3 separate regions of the Gossypium hirsutum genome follow, and regions 1 and 2 are each linked to region 3. The links are chromatin contacts, called in public Hi-C maps. All regions are on one chromosome and are shown on one strand. The core of a region is the stretch at or near the end of the contact, and the rest is flanking DNA. Distances in the headings are between cores, read along the strand shown.

Region 1 (3,271 bases), core at 283-2,782, 320 kb before region 3:
GGAGTGAATTAAAAAGATAGATATGACAAAGGGTTAAAACGAAAGATAAAGAGAAATTATTTTGTGAGGATATGTGGGAAAGCTTCTTGCTCTTTGTTGGCTAATAATTAAGGATAACAAAATAGCAAGAAGCAGTAATGCTCTGAATAGGAGAATCCCGTGACCTTGCTGGTGGGGACTGAGGAGCCCTTCCAATTGAGGAATTAAGTGGAAAACCTACTGTTTTTCAAACTCAGTCACTCAACTGAGTTCAGAAAATTAAGATTTTATTTTAGTAGATAATAATAGATTAAGAACATTATCAATAAATATTGCATGCAATAGTAAAATATATTATATTCTTAATAGGAGGATTTAAGTTTAAATTTTAAAAATATTATTATCAGTAAGAATAACCATGAAAATTGAAAGAATTAATTTATATGAACTATAAACAGATATAAAGAATACACTGATTTCATAATTTTTTTTCGCTTTTATTTAAAAAATAAATTTAAAAAATGCAAATCTGGTATTACTGCTAATGAATTGAATTTCAATATACAGAAAAAGAAATTGGTTGACATAGTAAGTTTAATTTATATTTAAAATAATAGATGTAGATCTAAAATAATATTAAGTACTGAATATATAGATGAGATGCTGGCAGGCAGAAGAGCTATTTGCAATGGAATCTACAAGAATAGATGAGATGAGATGAGATTGAAATTGAAATTGCGATCTTAATCTTAGATAGAGATGATGATGGTGGGGCCACCGTTGAGTCGAGAAAAGGAAAGCCTAAATTGAGCCCGTGACCGACCGCATCTCATTATCTCATGAAAAAATTTGTAAAAACATAGGTTGGGACAAAACACCCGCATGAGGCATTCACGAGCTCAACTTCTCATCTCTTTTTTATTCTATTTATACCCCTCCATTTACCCCCTGAATTTCATTTCTATCACTCACCCAGTCTTAGTTTTTATAACTTCATTAATATGGGATCATGTTTATATTATACATTAAGGATAAAGCAAATAATCTAAAATTTGGTAAAACTATTGCTAGAATAATACTTGTTATTGACTCAATTTGATAGGATTGAGATTATGGTGAATAAGAAGGGCGAACGTTTGAAGGTGGACAAAACATGGCTAATGCTTGCATTATATTTTCTTCTTTCTAAGCTTTCTTTAACGGTAAAATTATTATAGAAGTCAAGTTACATTTTATTCCTTTTACTAAAAAAATTAAATTAATTCTTATTCATTAATTCAAAATGCAAACTATCCCTTTGTTAAAACTAGTATTGAAGTCAAGTTACATTTCACTCCTTTTTATCTCTCTTTTATCCTGTTGGGATTGCTTTCAATTCTTTGTCATTTTGCCTCAGTTTCCCGTTTCTTCAACTTGGGGGACCTTTTTAAACAATTATCATATATCATTGCCCATAGTGACATAATTTTTGCGGCCTATTTTCAGCATTATGATTGGCCCATTTTGGACCAACCTAATGATACTCGTACAATGACCAAATGTATAAAAAAAAATCTTAATTTAAATTCCTGAAATAATTAGAAAGGTTATTTCAGTAATTCGAAGCGCACTATTTGCATGTATAAAAATCCTCTTGCCTTCTCAATTCTGAGGAACCAAAACTCAATCCTTCGAAATCGTAGCTTTGGAAGCATGGACTTCATAGCTACTATCCTGTTTCTAGCTCTTGTCATCTCCTCCGCCAAAGCTTTAGACCCTTGCGGCTCTCAGCCAGATGACTCGGACCTTTTGGTCATCCCAATCTATGGCAAATGTTCACCATTCAACCCACCCAAACCTGACTCATGGTTCAACACAGTCATGAACATGGCATCAAAAGACCCAGCAAGGGTCAAGTACTTGTCGAGCCTTCTAGCCCAAAAGACCACTGCGGTTCCCATTGCTTCAGGCCAACAAGTCCTAAATATTGGCAACTATGTCGTCCGGGTAAAGATTGGCACTCCGGGTCAGCTCATGTTCATGGTATTGGACACTAGCAATGATGTGGCTTGGGTCCCATGCTCCGGCTGCACCAGGTGCTCAGCCACCACTTTCTCACCCAACACTTCTTCCACCTATGGTTCGTTGGATTGCGGTTTGCCCCAATGCGCCCAGGTCCATGGGCTGTCGTGCCCGGCTACGGGGTCTGCGGCTTGCTCTTTTAACCAATCCTACGGTGGAGATTCATCATTTTCGGCCAACTTGGTTCGAGATTCCTTAGGATTAGCCAATGACATTGTCCCAGATTTTGCTTTTGGATGTATAAACGCCATCTCTGGTGGGTCAGTACCACCGCAAGGACTGTTGGGTTTGGGTCGGGGGCCCATGTCACTTATTTCACAATCTGGGGCCCTCTACTCTGGTGTTTTCTCATATTGTCTACCCAGTTTCAAGTCCTACTACTTTTCGGGTTCTCTCAAACTCGGGCCAGTTGGACAACCCAAGAACATTCGAACCACCCCACTCCTAAAAAGCCCACACCGACCTTCACTTTACTATGTTAACCTAACCGGAATAAGTGTAGGCCGGGTTCAAGTCCCCATTGCCCCGGAATACCTAGCGTTTAACCCCAACACCGGGGCAGGGACCATAATAGATTCGGGTACGGTTGTAACCCGATTCGTCCAGCCCATTTACAAGGCAATCCGAGATGAGTTTGTGAAGCATGTGAAAGGTCCATTTACAACAATTGGAGTATTTGATACATGCTTTGATGCTACAGCAGAAGCTGAGGCACCTTTAATAACATTACATTTCGAAGGCTTGTCGATGACATTGCCAATGGAAAACAGCTTCTTGCACACCAGTGCCGGGTCTCGGGCATGCTTGGCCATAGCACCGGTCCCCAACAATGTGAACGCCGCCATGAATGTGATAGCCAATTTGCAGCAGCAGAATCATAGGATTCTCTTTGATGTGATCAATTCTCGCTTGGGAATTGCTCGTGAAGCTTGCAATTAGTTTCTTATTGGCTTTATTTTGTTTTGTTTGTTCTTTGTTTGCTTTCTTGTCTTTATGCGTAAGCTCTCTTTTTAGTGTTTTTATATGATGAAAAATAGGTTTAGTTAATAAACATCACAAAAAAAAAATCACCATTTTGTGATTATATATGTATTTTTTTTTAAGTTTTTAATTGTGAAAATGAATGGAGGTAAGTTAACTATATTAGTGGAAAATATTTGGCATATTGTTAGTGGAGTTTTTAGACTTTATAAGTTTGGAGAGTAGACAAATGTTCTATAGTGGTATAATA
Region 2 (3,052 bases), core at 95-2,594, 450 kb before region 3:
GACTAGGTAGATTATTATGATATATATATACACATGTGTTATGTTAAGAATATGTGATAAATGTTGTGAATGCCTAAGTTAAACTAAGGTAAGGTTGTGATCATGTATGCTTGTAGTGATATGCCTTGTGAATGATAAGATTTGCTCAAGTTGAATGCTTAGATTGGTTGGTATTGAATGTGTGTTTCAAGTGCAGGTCTTGGGTGAAATTTTGGGTTAGAAACGAAGCTAGAAATGGCTTCATTTTGTCCACACAGGCTGACACACGGGCGTGTGTCTAGACCGTGTGTGACACACGGCCTGGTAACATAGGCATATGGTTAGGCCGTGTGTCCCCTGCACCTTAAGTTTGAGAAACAGAATGCTCAGAATTAAGCACACGAGCAAAGACATGGGCGCGTGTCTCAGTCGTGTGTGCCACACGGCCTAGAACACGGGCATGTGTATTGGCCATGTGAAACCTGCACCTAATTTCGAATTGAATTAATTAACCACACGGCCTAGCATAGGGGCGTGTGACATGGCCGTGTGCACAAGTTAGAGAGTTACATGGGGTCGAACACGGCCTCTAACACGGGCGTGTCCCAGGGTCAAACAGGCGTGTCCCTTAGACCACATGGGCGTGTGAGCCCTGCACCTTGGAAAAATTTTGAAAAGTCGCAAAAAATTCTTAAAGTTCTCGATTAAGTCCCTACTCGATTCTAATGCACGTATTGGGCTTTGAAGGCCCAATTAAGGGACGTTATGAATGTTCTCGAATAATGAATAGTAACTTACATGAATTATTTGTAAAATGTTTTGAATGTTCCGGTAATACTCCTAAACGCTGTTCCGACGACGGATACGAGTTAGAAGTATTACACTGCTACTGTATTATATTACATTATCATTATTACTGACATATTAATACTAATATAAGATTTTCTTACAACCATAACTATAATTTGATTTAAAAGCCTAATACAATCATAAAAAGTTTGATTTTTTTTATGAAGAGGTTGTTTTAAAATTAAATTAAATTAAATTAAATCAATTGATATAATTGATTATAAGTTTATAGAAAACGAATTAGGATAGTAAAATAATATTTACTAAAAGTAATACAAATTATATATGTATTTGTGCTATAAGCAATAAAATATATGTTTGAAATTTTTTTATTAGAGCTAACATCGTTATCTTTTATAAAAAAATTAAGAAAAAAATATAAAAAGATTTCCTAAAAGAAGCTGGGGAATTTATACTAGTTGAGTATAAAAGAGAATAGGAGGCCCATATTGGGAGGAAACCGAATCTAGGAGTGGTGAACTTAATTGGGTTAGATAAAACGAGTTTATCCTTAGCCATAGGGCTTCACATTTCAGTCTTCTCTGTCCGTGGCTGATTTGCTTGTACTAGAGTGGGCTTTTAGTAAGGGACGAAGTCTGGAATTTTTTTAGGGTTAAAATCAAATTTAATTTTTACTATAATAAAAATATAATTTTATTATTTTAATAATTTATATTTTTATAGTTTTTAAAAAAATTAAATTAATTTTTTTTATAAATTTTAGGATGTCAAAATGTAATTTTTTTATTAATTTAAATTTTTAAAGGGTTTTAAATAAAAAATTTTTATTTTAGGAGGACTGAATCCTACCAACCCCTAATTACACCCCTTTTTTTTTTACTTTTTCTCACAACTTTTATTTTCTTCCATTGTAAATTCCCTGCGGATTGGCTTTCATTCAAAGTCCTTGTATCAGCTATTACTTATATTCTATGTTGCTCAATCCTTCAATTTTGTTGAACTACTCATTACCATACTCGTGTATATGGGAATGTTATCTTTCAAACCTAGCCATACCCATACCCATACCCGCATCTGAGTCAGAATAATGTAACTCTATGTCATGTTCTGTTTATAATAATAACCTTAAAAAGCCATATTGTATTTAACTTTCCTTCCCAGCTGTTTCTTGCCCTTTTGGGTTTATTTCCTTGTATGTTTTTAACTAATAAGGAATGAGGCATGATGTTTTGAGGTACAATATTGTATTTGATTTACCTTATGTTGTTGTGTTGTTATTTTGGCCAAACGATATGTTGTTTGAAGTTCTAAGAAAATACCAAGTGGTTAGAAAAAGTTGAAAGGTTTTTTTTTTTAATATTTAGAATGAATTCAAATTTTCAAGTTATTAAAATGATACAATTTTCTTTAAATATTATTAATTAAGATTATTCTTAAATTATAAAATGAATAAAGATTATAAAAAATTATTTTTATGAACATGAACCTTCGTATTTTTGAATATTTATAAACATTATCTCTAGAATGGAAGGAAAGAAAAGAAAAGAAAAAGTTAGATTCCTTGTGGCAAATATATTAGTTACAAAAGATTATTATATACTTTATGTTATTTTCTTATATTTTCGTCTATTCGTGCGTAGTACGAATTTTTTAATTTTTAATTTTAATTATTTTTCATATTATATTTATATCGTATAACCGTATAGTTATTAAATCTAACCATACGTAAAATGAATATCAACGAAAAGGTTAAATGGGTCTGAGTGAAGTATCATGAAATTCGTGAAGCCAGTAAGGATATAAGATAAGATGGTTGTGAAGCAGCTAAGAAAAAATAATGGAGAATCCAAGAAAATGTTACTTTTGAAATTTGACTCGTCGTGTACAAATACAATTGCATTGACGTTTGTGGATCATCCGAGCATTACATCAAATTAGTAGATTTTTTTCTGACTTATTATTGATTAGTGTTTTTATATTAATATTGAAAATTAGTAAATTTTCTCTTGTATATTAATTTAAAATTATGTTACATTATTACTTAAATTAAAGACATATAATTTTTTGTTGATGTATAGTGTTATATCATTGCATGAATCAAAATTTAGAAAAAAAAATACTAATTTCTTAATTAAACATAAACAAAAAAATTCAGGGACTACTTGAAGAAAAGTTACGAAACTTAGGGACTAAATGTGTTTTATCCCTAGATTTAATATAAAGCCTTTTTGGTTGTTGTACTAGTTTCTAAGTTTGGTAAGAG
Region 3 (3,186 bases), core at 268-2,767:
CAAAGCTGCAGTAATTCTGATGGTCGGTGACAAAATTACGACGAGGTTGCAAAAGGACATGGGGCTTATGCAATAGGATCTTTCTCAATTGCAAATCAACCTAGCAAAGGTTGATGCTCGAATAGACTCTCGTCTCAAGGAGTTTCATGAGGAGATAAAAGGGGACATTCGAGCCGAGCTTCAAAATGTTTTTGAGCAGTACATAGGGCATGTGCCAACAACTGCTCATGGTTCATCTGCAGACAAAGGTAAAGGGATACTTCGTGATACACCTCAACAATTTCCACCAAATTAATACCTATTGTTATCTCCTATGGTTGAATCTGGCCATTTGGGCGAGGGTTAGTACGTTGGACTCAGCGGGAAGAAATTTCAAGTTTGAGTGCCCACGTTTTGATGGTAGGGATTTCAGAGGATTGTAGTCTAGCTAGAACAGTTAAATTGTTATTCCATGAATCTAGAGATCGTAAAAGTTCAAAATACCAATGTCGAAAGGCTCAAAGGATTAAATGGAAACAATTACAGACGATTGAAGACTTATTCCCAATTGACAATAGCAAAAATTGCATATTAGCTATCTACTCCATATTGGAGTGATACATCACAAATGGACTTAAAAGACTGTATTCCTAAATGACGAGTTGGATGAAGGAATCTATATTGATCAACTCGAAAATTACTGAATTCTTAGTCAAAAGAATAAGGAACGTAAACTACATAAATTTCTTTATAATCTTAACAAAACTTGTAGCTTATAATCAAATAAGTGAAAAAAACATTATGCATACTTTTGATGAGCTTGCCTAAGCAAGCAGAAAAGTCAAATGCTACTTCTTATGGGTTAACTAATAAAATCCTAAAGTACTCACTATATACAAGATGCAGCGCATAGCCTTCTAATGCATTATCTTTCAGATATAAGACTAACTTTGTGGTGAGAAAATATTACTTTACGTTTTACTTTCATTTTAAAAGTTGTAGTCTTGGCTATTTTACTATATATCAATCTATTTTATTATATATCAATTAAAGAACGAGACATAACCTAGAGTTTTATTTGAAATAAGTAAAGAATTGTTATATATAATATACAGTGTATTTTCAAATAAATAACTTACCTAAAAAATGTGCAGAGACAATTGTATTGTTCAGTTGTTTAGAGCACTCATGTGATAAGCAGGAAGCCTTGAGTTCGACTTTCAATAAGAATAAAAATATTCATTTTTTTAACAAAATATATAGCATATACAATAAAAATATATTATTCATATGTGAAAGGGAAAGAGAGATTATACCATTATTTCAAATGACATCAATTTTTTAAATTATTTATTAGACATTTCCTTTTTAGCCAAATACATATAAGGGTTTGGTGATAACAAATTTGAATAACCATATCTACTTCATAAACTTCCAAACATTAACAGCATGTTTGGTTGGCTGTATTATCTATGCATTACAGCTCAATTCAGTGGACCCATTATTAAACTATTGCTTGGTTGGGTGTAATAAGCTTTTACAGCTCTATTCCATACAGGCTTATTCAGGGCAAAAATGCTGTTTAGCATTCGGTGATCTCCCCACAAAATGACGATTCAGGAAATGGGTGGGTAAGAAATTAGTTAAAGCTTTCAATTTTACCCTCACCATTATCCTTTCTTTCACGCGTCTGAAATATTTTCCTTTCTTTTTCATGCTTCTTCCTTCCACTGTAATATCAACAAATTCCCAATTTATCAATTTAAACCTTTTTTTTATCCCATTTCCTCCGAACCCAGTCTGTATTTTCTCTTCTTATTCAACTCTTTCTCTCTTCAATATATTGCCATCCCACTTGCAGCTAACTAGAATCATTCCTTCACCAAACGACTCTTCCTTTGAAACCTGAAAATCCCTTCTTCTTCTTTTTGGCTTAAACAAGTTTCGATCTTCTTTTTTTTTTTTAATTATTGATTTATTCTTATTGATAAAAATGGCACTTGAATCCTCAATTTTCAGTCGACCTATTTTTATTTATTCAACAAATTCCTCATCTTTCATGTTTTTTAATCGAAATTTGAAGAACCAATCAAAGTTTTTACCTAAAACCAATCACTACCCAGCTCCTGTTATATCCACCTGTTCAAACCCCCAAGCTTTCAAAGCTTTTGGATTCCCTAAAAATGGTAGTTTTGGTCACGTGGGATCGTTGAAGGAAGAAAATAAAGGTGTGAGGAATGATAAAAAATGGTTTTGGTGAAAAGGGGTATTTTGGTGGCAATGGTTTGTGATGTATTGGTGTTTGGATGCAAAAGAGTTTTTCCTGTAGACGGAGTGGCTAATGCTGGTTATGGAGTTATTGGGCAGTGCATATTGTTGTTGAGGAATGCTTGGCCTAAGGCATCTATGATTCTTAAAGTGTTTAAGGAACAAGATCTGGTTTTGACAATTTTTTTGGGTCTTTCAGCTTTCTTCTCGATGGCAGAGACTGCTATAACTACATTATGGCCTTGGAAGGTAATGATTTCTTTGACCCTAGGTTTGATAGCTTTTATACTTATAAATGCATATTTGTTGTTATGGAAATTAACATGAATAGGATATGGATTGTTGCAAGTTGAAAAGAATGTAGATGCTTTAGTCAGTTTATAAATACCATCTTATGTTACCAACTCTTTATGCCTGTGTTTGACACATATATGGACACAAATATGTAGTATCATTGTTCAAATATATGGAAAAACTTCGAAAAAAATGAGTATACCTATACTCATATCCAATGCTCACTTATCTTAGTATTATAGATTTTGTCTTTTGATTTTCATTTTTGTGACTGTTATGCAGATTCCTTGTTGATTTGAGATATCTGGCTTAAGTTAATATAAGATTAAATTTTGGTTTGCCATGTGAACATTCTATATGAACTCCATTGCTTATTATTAGTTTATCATGGTTGAATTTGGATGATAATCATCTCTTCTAGATATGAGCTTAATCATTGTAACTTATAAAAGGAAGCAAACTGTTAATGGTGAGAAACAAAGGAAGAAAGATAGATGGAACCACCTTAGAGTGAAAAGGGAGAAGAAAGGTGAGTGAAAGAAGGAAAACAAAGAAAAAGAATAATAGAGAAAAATAATTTATAGAATAAGCCAGAGAACAACTTAAAAGTATTTACTATTTCAACTATTAAATCTAAGTCTACAT

Evidence for each region. Hi-C and Micro-C count contacts between places; a contact is called where the count stands out from the background.
Region 1: a Hi-C map of leaf shows a contact between it and region 3, with 2.5 times the contacts expected there. The contact joins the promoter of LOC107951411 here to the promoter of LOC107951113 in region 3. A contact is called at or near these places in 2 of 34 Hi-C or Micro-C datasets (leaf and petal).
Region 2: a contact with region 3 is called in a Hi-C map of leaf, with 2.2 times the contacts expected there. The contact joins the enhancer-like site here to the promoter of LOC107951113 in region 3. A contact is called at or near these places in 3 of 34 Hi-C or Micro-C datasets (hypocotyl, leaf and seedling).

The regions. Positions count from the first base shown.
Region 1 is chrA02:18,083,428-18,086,698 of Gossypium_hirsutum_v2.1, reverse strand. It overlaps LOC107951411 (aspartyl protease AED3), which reads left to right and starts at 1,532. Exons shown (of 1, transcript XM_016886462.2): 1 at 1,532-3,194. The coding sequence starts at 1,597. The coding sequence ends at 2,979.
Region 2 is chrA02:18,211,958-18,215,009 of Gossypium_hirsutum_v2.1, reverse strand. No RefSeq gene overlaps it. Among protein-coding and RNA genes, the nearest start is that of LOC107952266, 19 kb to the right of the region's middle. Within about 2 kb of position 1,344, at least 2 of the 9 cell types and tissues checked have an H3K27ac peak or open chromatin away from gene starts, as enhancers often do. A contact at or near this core is called in leaf, where this site is marked.
Region 3 is chrA02:17,766,843-17,770,028 of Gossypium_hirsutum_v2.1, reverse strand. It overlaps LOC107951113 (putative DUF21 domain-containing protein At3g13070, chloroplastic), which reads left to right and starts at 1,517. Exons shown (of 2, transcript XM_016886046.2): 1 at 1,517-2,496. The coding sequence starts at 2,227.